2 separate regions of the Anser cygnoides genome follow, and region 1 is linked to region 2. Evidence: chromatin contacts called from public Hi-C data. All regions are on one chromosome and are shown on one strand. The core of a region is the stretch at or near the end of the contact, and the rest is flanking DNA. Distances in the headings are between cores, read along the strand shown.

Region 1 (5,994 bases), core at 1,732-4,231, 300 kb after region 2:
GCCTTTGTGCGGCTGGGCGAGGGTGTTGGACTTACCGGTGTGCTCTTCCATGGCTTGGCAATCAGCCCATCGGAGAGGTCTGCCAGTTTCGGGATAGCTGTACGCAAAGTCCACATAACTGATCTTTGCTCAGGGTGGGCAACGCAGACAGGAAAAGTGTGGGACGGGAAGGCTTTCCCCCGTCCTGCTGACGTAGCCCTGCCTGTCCCACAGGAACGTCAAAGCAGTTGGTCCCCAACCCTGGACACCTGCCCCCATTACCCCCCTGGTCCCCGAACCTCCCTGGCTCTCCTGTGAGGAGAGCCCATGCCCAAAGCACGTGCTGGCCCCCACTGGCCTCTCGCGGCCTGCTGCTCATCCCCTGCATGTGGGGAGGAGGAGGTGGGGGTCTCCACTGCGGGGATCCCCACACCTACCCCGGCAGCGCCTGGAGCTGGTGCGTTGGTCCTGTGGCATGGCGGTGCTGGGGCAGCTGGCGGGAGCACGGCACCAGCCTCTCCTGGTGGGTGCCCGTCCCACAGGTGGCACCGCTGTCCGCCGGGGCAGTGTGAGGCGAGAGCCACCAGCCAGGGCTCTGTGACAGAGGTGGCTTTTCCCCGAGTGTCTGGGGATGACCCCGGCAGTCTGTTAAAAGCTGCTGGCACGTGTGACGGCCTGCAGGACAGGCAGGGCAGGCCACTGCGGGCGGCCGGGCTAGGCCCTGCGGGCGCCAGGCTCCGCGGGTTACAGGCCATGCGTTACAGCGCTGGCACGCGTAAGGAGTGGGGCTCAAATGGCGAACGAGCTCGGTTCCTCAGAGGTCTCACGAAGCATGCTAGGAGGGTTGGCTTTCTGCATTTCTAGTTTGAAACTCCTGTTTCTCATTTACGGGTTAGCTTTGTCCTTCCAGTTTTAGCAGTGCTGCTATAACAGACTATTCATGTGTGTTTGAGGATAAAGTTTTTGTTTTTAATCTTTTGCTTATCATAGTTAATCTAAGAAAGGCAATACTAAAGGTATATTTTTTTCCAAAAATGATATTTTTTACTGCACTGATAAATATTGTGACATCTCTGTTCTTAACTCTTTCGCTGTGAGGGGAACCGTGTGCAGACTCACACAAACCTTGTAAATACTTGCGTGTACTTCTGACAGCCAGGGATTTATTTTTTTTTTAATTTTTTTCTTTCTTTAAAACAAGGTTTCCTCTTTGAAACAGAAAGCAATGGGGCAACAATGCTCAGAGCAAAAGCAAAGCTTATCCCATTTTCAGAACATAGCCAAGGAGTTTTTGCAGTGCTGGCATAGAGTTAATATTTAATGCCAATGTGTTTTGATATATTTTTTTTTCCAGCAAATTGTTTGGAAAGGAATAAGACAGAAAAGCTTTGGTCTGGAATTCTGATCAGAAATGTTATTTGTCTCTTTTATGGCACCTCTGATTTTTGTTTTTCCTTTCTTTTCCAAAACTGGCTTGCTGCAGGCTCGCTGGCCTGGGCTCTAGGTCAGTCGGCGGCTGCGCCAGGCGCCTGGTGCTCAGGGACCGCCGACTCCTTTGGAAGCAAACCCGCCGCCGGTCAGGATTCTGGATCCTGACGGCGACAGAGGGTATGCCAGCAGACCGTGGGGTATCCTCGGGTTTTTTACAGAAGGATTTAGATACACTTATATTACGCAAACTGTGACCTAATGGCAATAATTACCTCAAATGTGGGCATTCATCCTGGTTTTAGCCTTTCTGAAAACATGTAGCCAGCTTGAACTTTGATTCAAAGACTCTAAACTCTGTATGGGCGGAATAACGATAAATGCCCACCCTGGTCATTGTTGCTTGAGTGAATTCTGAAGACAGTGAATCTTTAAAGAGAAAAAGTTAAACCAAGGAATAGATTACTCTTTTATGTATTTTAATCAATTGTGATGTTAAATGCACATGTAAGTATATATGTTTATAGCTACTGTAAAATGCTTTGGCCTTCTAGAAGATATTTAATGAGTCACATTTTAAACCAATATGAACTGAATAATAGACCGTGGCTACTTAAACAGTTTTCTGGCTACATTTTATAGTTATTACAGTGTTTTATAGTTTACATTTAAACTGGTACTTTTTAAGGGAAATCTTGTGTTTGTAAGTGACACCTTCAAAAACTCAATACAGCTGCCTCTTTTTAATTTTGCCCTTTACAAATGGAAAAGTACAAGTGTGTCTTTAATATGTATATTCTGTTCTGAGATATAACATAGTGTTGGAAAGTCAGTCCAGAGATCAAGTAATCCACTGTATTCCAAAGTCTGGTTGAAAAACACTCCACCCACTTTGTGGATTTAGCACCTCTAGTCCAACAGATAAGCTATTTGTTTGTGTGCTCGTTTAATACCATACTTTATCAAACTCCTTGGGTTGAAGCAGGGAGCGCAGTACTTCCAAATTCACTGTTCTGTGTAGGATCCTCATCTGGATGAAGATACCCATGTAAGAGAATGAAGGATATTCAAAGGAAGGATTGTATTGTACTGTTGATAAATCTTTAGCCAAATGATTAATTCCTGAGTTTAGTGATTGCCTGTTTTATTTTGGTTTTGTACGTGTGTGTGTGTGTATGTGTGTGGTGTATGACAGCCACTCAGAGGCAATGCTGTAATTTGGCTTTCGTCTGTTCACCCCGTTATTACAAACGGTGCTTACCACCGCAGAAACTGTTTGAACCAGTAAACTAAATACAAAGTTCATTGACCATCTCGTTGTCAACTTTGTTTTCTTAGCCAGCGTCAGTTCCCATCAGTGCTGTCTCCCTGCTGCTGTTACGGTGTACTTTGCATTTGGGTATGTCACACTACCCCCTCCCCAGTCTCGCCTAGCTGTCTAGCTTGCTCTTTTGTGTTCTGTCACTTGAGTAACCAATGAACATGGTATAAATGTCTGCTGGGCAAAATGGTACTGCTAGGTCATGAAAGCACAGGAACTGGCATTTAAAAACATAAATCTGTGTCTGTCTGAAGAACCGATCTTCTGTGGCGGAGCCTGGGTGCCCCAGGGGGGCCCCTTACATTTCTGCCCCATGCCTGAGGCACTGGTCCCAGCGACCCCGGGGTCAGCGGTGTTGCAGAGGAGCAATGGAGATGCTCGTGGTGCCACTGGCTGCTGATACAATCCCCCAGTGCAGCCCGGGGCTGCCGTGCCCACCCCGTAACCCACGGAACCAAAGCGACGACGCATCGCGCGGCAGCCCACGAGCAGCGCTGGGGCTGGCGGGGATCATCCCCCCTTTCTCAATCATCGCCTTTTGCTGCCCTCGGCACTTGCACGACCTTTTGTTCTTAAGGGGGGTCAGACCCACAAACACCAGCACACTTAAGCGAAGGAGACAGTCCTTTTGAATTCTTTGGCTTGCAACTTGTCAGGCAAGAAGGGGTTTTGGCCACTGGCAACGCACATCCCATAGAATCCGAATGGTTACGTATAGCACCGCTGCCCTCGGAAAGGAAATAACAGGCTTCTGCCATGCTTCCATGTCACATGGTTACATACAACACTTCTGGCTCCCCTTCTCCCCCACCTTTATTCCTTCTGTGTTCGATTTTGTGTTTTATTTAATTTGATTTTTTGCTCTGTATTCTTTTCAAAATGAAACTTCCATGGATATCCCAGGGCACAACCATTTCAGGTGTAAAAAGGATCTCCTCATCCCCTGTTTCACCAGCCGAGAAACCAAGGCTTTTTGGGTACCGATTCTACTTGGGCAGAATCAGAATGTAGCCTGTATCTTTCATACCAAACCAAATTTCTGAAAGGAGCGGAAGTGTAATTAATAGCTTTATTAAAGGAGTGTGAGAGAGAGAGAGAGTAAGAGAGGGAGCGAGATGGTGAGAAGAAAGAGGGGCATCTAGGAAGTTGACAAGGCTAGACTTCGGGTAGTTAAAAATGAACCAAGAGGTGAAACATTATTTACAAACAGTAAAATCCTTTTAAAATCAGGAAGGGGGAAGTGGAGGGAGCATTTTATACCTTTCGACTGCCCACAAGCCCAGCGCACCCTGGATGGAAAGTGGAAGTTAACGTACACTGAACCAAAATTCTTGAGGGGGAGAGATGGGAGGAAAAGCTGTGAAATGCTATCACCACTGCAAGGGAAAAGATGCCCCTGCCCCAGCTCTGGATCTCGAATGGTTCTTTCTCTACAGCATCATCTCAGCCCAGATACCCCATGAAAGCCCTGAGCCGTTGTGTTCCTTCACTGTACGGTTTCTGTAATAAGAGTGTTAATCCATGTTAATCTTTGTGAAAATTATTGTGTGCAACAGTATTTTCTTGTGTACTGCTTTTTTTTTTCCTATGTGAATTGTCCCTTTTTTTCTTCTTTTCTTTTCTTTTTCCTTTTTTTTTTTCTTTTGGAAAATATGTCTTTCTTCTTTTAAAAAAACAAAACAAAACAAAAAAAAACTGATGTGTTGTAGACCTCTATGTAACCTATTCCTTAGTCTCATATTATAGGTATGTTATAAGAATGGATATTTTACTTGGCTTTAGAATGTTTTACAAGAAAATTAATTCTTAACCAATCAAGTTCTTGCTACTAAAAAAAAAAAATGCTTGTGTTTTTCATCATGACGTTGTGTGCTTCTAATTAATAATCATTTTCGTTGTAGAAAAATGGAGTGAATTTATATTAGTCTTGGAAACTAATAATAGCATTGTAAATTTATGAGATGATTTTAACAGAAAATACATTATAGAAGAATATAGTTATTTTAATTGTAATATTACTAACTGTAGGGTGAGAAAGGAGGTCCCGTTGTGGTGAACTATGTTATAGCTTGTTATTCACGGTTTCTTTTTGATCATTTTTTCGGTCTCTGAGGTGAAACGAGTTATTAATCAGAATTTGTAAACTCACATATGCATATTGTATATGTGTAGAAATGTAATCACACTTTGTCTTGGAATTACATTAAACTGTTTTAAGTCACTGCAAAGTTTGTGTGTCTGTATGTCTTATCGCTAGTTAAAGTTTGGTCTGAATGTTTGGTTAGTTTTCAGTTACTTTTATTTAATCTCCCAAGTCTATTTGGAAAACATCGCTAACAGTATCATTAATAATAAGTAAACAGTTTTCCCTTTGAGGTGGAATTTTTACACGTGTGAGACTAGCAGTTTGTTCTTATTGCAAAAGAGTGTGTTTATGGTTGGATGTTCATTTGGAGCTTCACCGAAGCACAGCAGGGTTGCAACTTACACATCCCTCTGGAGCTCCCTGGCATGCTGACGGAGGTGCGGGCACCAGCTGCAAATATTAGCCTGCTTTTTCTTTGCATTATGCCTGAGCCCCTGTTTCATTTGTTCCCCTTCATCTCTTTGCCAAGCCCCAGCTGACCTTTGAGAAGTTTACTCAGACACCAAAACGCTTCAACAACCACACGCTGCCACCAGCAGTGCCTGCCCTTTGGGCAGTGCCCCATTTGCACTGATAAACTCACTCAGGCGGGATACCTGTGGAAGATCCCCCATTACTCAGTGCCACCCTGCAGGAGATGAGTGGGCCCTCACCTACTCCCCGTGCCAGAGGGAGAGCAAGACCTCCTCCTTTTTGTTGCTGACGTTGTCCAGCATAGGGACTTGTGTGCGAACTGCCAAGTCTCCTGGCATGCAGGATTCAGCTTCTTAATTTGCCCTCTGCCTTCCCATGGCTGGCCAGTGAGGTTCACAGTGGTTTATACTGGGTTACCTGCTATGAAACACCAGATAAGCGTTGCTTTGGATTTCTAGGCAGATGCTGAAACCTTTGGTAACAAGAGGACGCAAGACCTAGCTGCCTTAAACTGGCTTAGACCCCAATTCAGCAAAAGCAATTAAAGCTGTACTGCCGGTGCCTATTTAACAAGCCACTTAAGTTTGTGTTTAATTTAAAATTGTATATCCTAATAAACATCAAGCTTTTAATCATATACTAGCAGGTAATTGCATGGGTAGGTGCTTTACTGGAAATGAGGAGTTTACTGGGTGATGGTATAAGG
Region 2 (6,238 bases), core at 708-3,207:
TAAATTAGTTTTATCCAGTAGATGGGATGGAGCTCTCAGGACTCTCTGCAGGTGTGGTCAGGCACTTTTGCACAGGTGAGATGAAATGCTAGGATTGACTGCACTATTACAGGGGTGCCTTTCTCCAGCTCTGGGCCTAAATTCAAGAGGTCTTGTTGCTTACCTGACCTTTGGTTCTTGTCCATTTATGGCTACATACACAGAGAGTGACTAAGCAAAAACATTCCTCTCTTTTTTTAATCATTCCCTGTCCCAGCTGATGATCTATCATGATCCATATTTACAGGCCATTACATTTAGGCTACATATACTACTGAGCGGAAGGAATAATATTTTCTGTGGTCTCAAAGTCTTATAAAGATGTCATCACCAGAGGCCTAGTATTTCCATCTTGCCATCCCTCAGTTTGAGGGATTTAAGGAGTACATCGGGAAAGCACCATGTATATCACTACAGTTTGCTGTGGGAAGAGTGCTGCCGTGCTGTGGGAAGAGTGCTGAGGAGAGGGTTGTCTGGAGTGGCAACCGTCATTAAGTGGACACTCTGTGAATTTGTTCAGCTAGTGGTTCTTTCCATTTGCTGACAAATGATGGTCAGGTAGACCTACCCACACCCTGTCTGGCTAACAGTGAAATAGTCTTCCTCTTCAGCACTTCATGGAAAACAGACATAGGCAACCATCAGGACCTCCTTAAAGTCTCTCTATAACTTGTTTCATATGAACAGCACCAGACACTTACCTTGATTACACCTTCAAGGGGGGCAGAGGAAGACTCTAATTGCTTACTTTGAGTTAGGGCATAGCAGCAATCTAGCCATTACCCTAATGGCGTTATTTGCTTCCTCCACAGAGACTAGTGACAGATCCTCCTGCAGTTTAATACCCAAGTCTTGCCTCAGTTATGCCAAGCATTAGCAGACATATGCACAGCAACCCGTCTTTCCTTCCTGAGCAACCTCCTTCAGCATACGGATGTCAACAAATATGAGAACAGACTTGTCCTACTATTCTGACATTCTTGTTACCAAAAAAGACTTACTGCAGCCTCTCAGCACACTCCAAAAGCTATGCAGGCTGCCCAGCCAAGTCCATTTTGTTTGGCACTTCTACCTCCGTGAAACTGGCATAACACTTCGTGCACAGGCACGCTGCCATCCCAACACATGGGCAAGACTGTATGCAGTCAAAAGGCCAACGCGGGAGCATCCAACATGTTCTCCAAAGGCAGAAGTCTTAGTCAAGAATGTGTCTAGCTGTTCTCGAAGTCCCGTACCTACACGGGACAGAGCAGGATGTCTGTTCAGTTCAAAAGCTGGATTGATTTGGGCTGTGCAACAGGAATCTCACAAAACAATTCTGAATCCAGATTAGTATTCTGTAAAAGCAGCTGGTATATATGTTTGGGAGGTGCATACCATGTTATGTGGCAGTTTTCTGCCCCTTTTGGCTTTCTAAAGAAGGTCCCCTGCAGTGAGCTTCTTCTCAAATGATTCAACAAAATTAATACATTTCTGTTCAACAAATCAAACCAGGGCAAAATGCTTTATAATCTCTGGGTCCAGCCCTTCGAATGAACTGAGTCAGTCAAGGAGAACAAAATGAAAATCCATATTTTAACAGGTACGATGTTTTCTAAACAGATGGTGATCATTTCAAATTTTTCCTTTTATTGCCTTATTTTCTCTTTCATTCTTCAGCACATCACCAGACCTGAAACCACCCAGCTGGCTGCTATTGCTTTCCAACAGCTGGCAGGGATGGCAGGGGCACATATGCCTGGCCAGGGCATCTCGCAGCACCTCTGAACTTTCTACATTCCGCCAGCCTTTCAAAATGCCGTAGCAATTTATTTCTAGACAAAAAGATATTTTTATTAGCACATCTAAGCGGGAAAGTGGGGAGGGGGGCACATGGATTTGATTTATTGTTAGCATTATAGGACAGAGTCATATCAATGAGACAATTATTTGCATATGAAAGCTACGGGGGATATCTACTTAGGAATCCTGGGTTTGGGTTTGGGTTTCTATTCCCTTGAGGGACATAAATTAATCCAAGTTTGCCAACTACAAAGACCACAGAGTGAAATGTACTCAAGTCCCTTAATACTTTAAACTCTTTGCTCAATCATCAAGAAAAATAAAATAGTGTTGGGGGAGGTGAACCACAGCAAACTTTGAAAACAGGCACGGTAACAGACATGTTGATCTACACTGCCTTGGGTATCACTAACTTCCTATACATTATCATTTGCCAGTCAGAACATAAAAGCTGCATAACCTGCCTGAGATTCAGTTCTTGGTGGGTAAACAAACCCCAGCTGCTCTGTGTTCAGATTGGCTGAGAGTAACAGGATGAAGAAAAATCTAAACAATATGGTCCCTGTAAATATTTGATCTGCCAGTTATCTAGTAGCAAGAGTAGCCCAGAGTCCAAATTTCTTTCTTCTGCCAAAGGAGAGCATTTGGGGTTAGGGTTTTCGTGATGCCAGGGGCTTTGCTGTATAAATCCTGCCAATTTGCTATTTGGCACATAACAACAATTAGTTTCCGATTCTGCGTATGCACGGTGCATGGGGATGTTTGCACTGTTCAAAGGCATCGGAGTCACATTCCTCTAGTTAGATGTGGACCTCAGTATTTACCATGATTATTCCCCTTATTCTTAGCATCCAAGAAGCCTGGATTGTATTCACTGTCGAGAGACACACCAGAAACCTTTACTGTTCACATATAGTATAGCAAGGTCATGGCAGGCCTCTTGTCCCACAAATGGTATGAAATATAAGGAAAGAAGAAGGAAAACAAGATACACCCCCAGCATAAGAATCTCTTCTGCTCCAGATATCAAGTCACTGACTAAAACCAGGAAAAGAGCAGAGGTGTGTTTCCATCACCTCACAGTGGGGCTCTGCTACTGACGGGCACAACTTACCAAAGAGAGCAACTCAAGCAGACACTGACTCTTGGCTCTAGGATATGCACATTTCACATATCAGCTCTTAAGTTAGTGATTTGTATCATCTCAGGTGAGTGCACTTGCTTTGCTGAATAGCAATTGCAACTTGCAGACACTCTTCCAAAATGCCTCTGACCACTGTGCAAGAGTAGAGTAGAGAGAAAATCAAGGAAATCTCAACAGCTGCACTGCCAGATCCTATGTACTAGTGGGATATGGAAGATCTATGTGCCTGAGACTGACACTAGAGGATTTTCTTGCATTGTTCTGTCAACTTATCACAAGTTCTGCCTTGTGTCTCCCTTCAATTGATAAAAAAATGCCGTAACACAAACTCCACTTCACAGGTTATTTAGGACAATGCTACATTATGTTGCACTCTCTTCTTTAATTTTTGTGTTCTGTTTTGTTTTAATGGTTAGTTAATGGAGGAGAGGATTCCCAGCATACTGATAGGAGATGACAAGAGTACTGCAGCACCATCAGAATAAATAAAAATCAATGGGTTTTCTGCTGGTGCTGGCTGTAAAAGAGAGCCAAGCTATTTATCAAGTCTGACAAGGGGTCCAGAACTGCAGGATCATCACAAGCACCACAGCAAAAAGGGGAGAAACTAAATAAGAAACACTAAATAGGGAATCAAGATCAGTACACCACGATCACTAAGATATCAGCTCATTTCAATATATAATAGCTGAGGAGAGCATGACAGGAACACAGGGAACTGCATCTTTTACTTGAGAACCTCCAGCTATATTACTTCACAAATTCCTCATGCATTACACCTTGGATCAACTTTCAGTGGTTGGTAATATTCCCATTAACAGATGAAGGATGTTTCATGTAGAGAGAATTTAGGCAGCTTTTACCAGATCACACTGAGACAGTCAGTGGCAAAGCTGGAAGTGAAACTTCTTGGTTCTTCTGCTTCCTCTCTCTCATTTCTCATTCTCAGTGCTCCCATAGCAATGGCACTGTATGGTATATTCAGGGGGCTCACTGTGAAGAGCTTATTATCAAATCTGCTACCAACCCCAGTGGCATCTCACAGGGGTAAGACTACTAAATCTTACTGCAGGATCAAGCCTAAAAGTCTGTTGACTTACGCTATGCTCACCATTACTGTAGTTGAATTTAACGTTATCTGGATCCAAAGCTTCCTTCAGCTGGAGTGGACTACTTTATTAATCTTTGCATACACATTTGAAAATGAAAATTGAAAAAGGGGAACAGAGAGTATGGAACTCTATAAAAACAACAGTTTATAGAGTTAAAAAACAACAGTAGCAGAGCACAGCTTTTAAAGTGAGGAATTGAGGGTACAGAGAGCAAAAACAGAAAATGCTAGAAAATTCTTTAAAAATGTTAGGGAATCAATTCTCTTCATGCAAGCAGCAATCACAGCACTGGCTCCCCAACCGCTCTATAACCTCTGGTTTCAATTAATTGCTCATAACTTTGCAAACTTCTGGGATCAACTTTTTCTCATTTGGTGACCAGCTCTTGGAGACGTTTGCCAAACTGAAGTGAAATTCCTCACGCTTAGTGAACTTCTCAGTGACACTACACCAATACCACTGAGACAAAAGCGCAAAGCACACTTCCACCCCCAGCCACAGCAGCTAGATGTCTCTGTGGGGCATTACAGTTCAAATCCTAGCAAATATATATTATCTCTGCCTTGGGTTTTGTCCCATAGCAGCCAGCTCAAGGAGTGGATGACCAGCTTCTCGTTATTGCTAGTACTGAAGCTGTCTTTCAGTCTCATAGTAGATTCTTGTGTTTCGGAAATGGAGATATCAGGAGTCTGTATCCAACTCTGCACATCATTTGTCTGAAGGGATTGTTATGGGGAGCACAAAGAGTTGTTAACATTTATAGCTCTGTCACAGGCTAATAGCTCCCAGTTCTCTCAGAGCATCCAGACAGGCAAGCCTATGTTCAGAGCAGAGCTGGGAGCTGCAACACTTGGGGGGAACCATTCTCTAGGGTGACTCTGATATTATGTGAAGGCAAAGTAGACATCCAGAGTGAACAGGGTGGTAGGAAGATTGTGGTGGGTTTTTCTGTTTGCTTTTTTCTAAAGTTCAGATATCTGTGGCAAACGAATCAGTATCCCAGGGAAGAAATGAGATATGGGTCTAGCAGTGTTTATAAATATATATAAAACAACAAACCCAGGTTCTTATGCAACAAATTCATAGCAAAAATAACTCATTTCTAATTCCTTTGGGTTAGAGAGGAAGAGTTTATTATAAACAGGATGACTTCTACATAATCGTGAATACTCTGTAGTATGGCCAATACTAGAACACAATATTTCCATTTCCATGCTGCAGAGGTTCTGACAGAGTACTAAATATGGGAGAGTTAAAAAGTGGGATCATAATTAATGAGCATTGATTTCCTTTGAGAAGTGTTGGTATGGCTTCTAAATTAAGCAACAGCAAGAGAAGCATATGAGCGAGAAGTTAAGTTGCATTAACTTCAAATCCCAGGACTATTCATCTATTTGGGTTGAAAGTGAAATGCAAGGCTGAGGTGTACATCCATTCAAAAGAGGTTCTTAAGCTAACACAAATTTACTGCCGGCAATTTACTGCCGAATTTACTCTGTGCAGGGACAGACGGTCTTCTGGTGAAGACATGAGACTGGAATGAAGTCGGGCCTTTTAGAGAGACCCTTCTCTCTCTTCTTGTTTTCCCACTTTCTATAGACTTGGGAGGAGAAAATTACCATTTCTGGGTAACATGGAGCCTCCACCCTTTATACAGAGTTTGGAAGAGGCAGCACAGGGAAAGCTGACCATCGAGCTAAAACTAAAGGTTGCAATTTCCACAGGTGAACTGGGTGCAAGGTGCTGGCTGGCCCGCCATTTTACCTTCTACCTCCATCTCCTCCGGCTCTGCAGCTCTGCCACCAAGCAGCGCAAAGCAAGCAATGGGACTTCTCCCGCCTCAGTTTCACGAGTCAGACCCTGCAAACGTGCCTCTGCCAGGCCCCAAAGCAGGACGCACGGGGCCTCTGCCCGCTCACCCTCACCTCGCTCTGCCAGTGCCGGCAGAGGTTGCTCTGCGCAAATGGAGGGGAGCGCGGCTTTATCTTTTGTTAGTTCGACAGCAAAGAGCCGAAGCTGGGAGCCACGCTTTGCCGATGACCTGCAGCAAGGCGGATTAATTTCAGCTCGGAAAATGCAGAACTCCCCTCTCCCGCCACACCATTAGCGACTAATCGCCTGAATATTTAAAAATCCTCGCGTCTATAAAACTCGGCGATGG

Evidence for each region. Hi-C and Micro-C count contacts between places; a contact is called where the count stands out from the background.
Region 1: a contact with region 2 is called in a Hi-C map of liver, with 1.8 times the contacts expected there. The contact joins two enhancer-like sites. A contact is called at or near these places in 2 of 7 Hi-C or Micro-C datasets (both in liver).

What each region holds. Positions count from the first base shown.
Region 1 is chr1:61,126,215-61,132,208 of Taihu_goose_T2T_genome, forward strand. HIPK2 (homeodomain interacting protein kinase 2) reads left to right here. Exons shown (of 15, transcript XM_066997849.1): 15 at 1-4,950. Among named protein-coding and RNA genes, the nearest start is that of KIAA1549, 20 kb to the right of the region's middle. Within about 2 kb of position 2,982, at least 2 of the 3 cell types and tissues checked have open chromatin away from gene starts, as enhancers often do. A contact at or near this core is called in liver, where this site is marked.
Region 2 is chr1:60,824,289-60,830,526 of Taihu_goose_T2T_genome, forward strand. The region is part of intron 6 of TBXAS1 (thromboxane A synthase 1); the gene reads right to left. Among named protein-coding and RNA genes, the nearest start is that of SPIC, 140 kb to the left of the region's middle. Within about 2 kb of position 1,958, at least 1 of the 3 cell types and tissues checked has open chromatin away from gene starts, as enhancers often do. A contact at or near this core is called in liver, where this site is marked.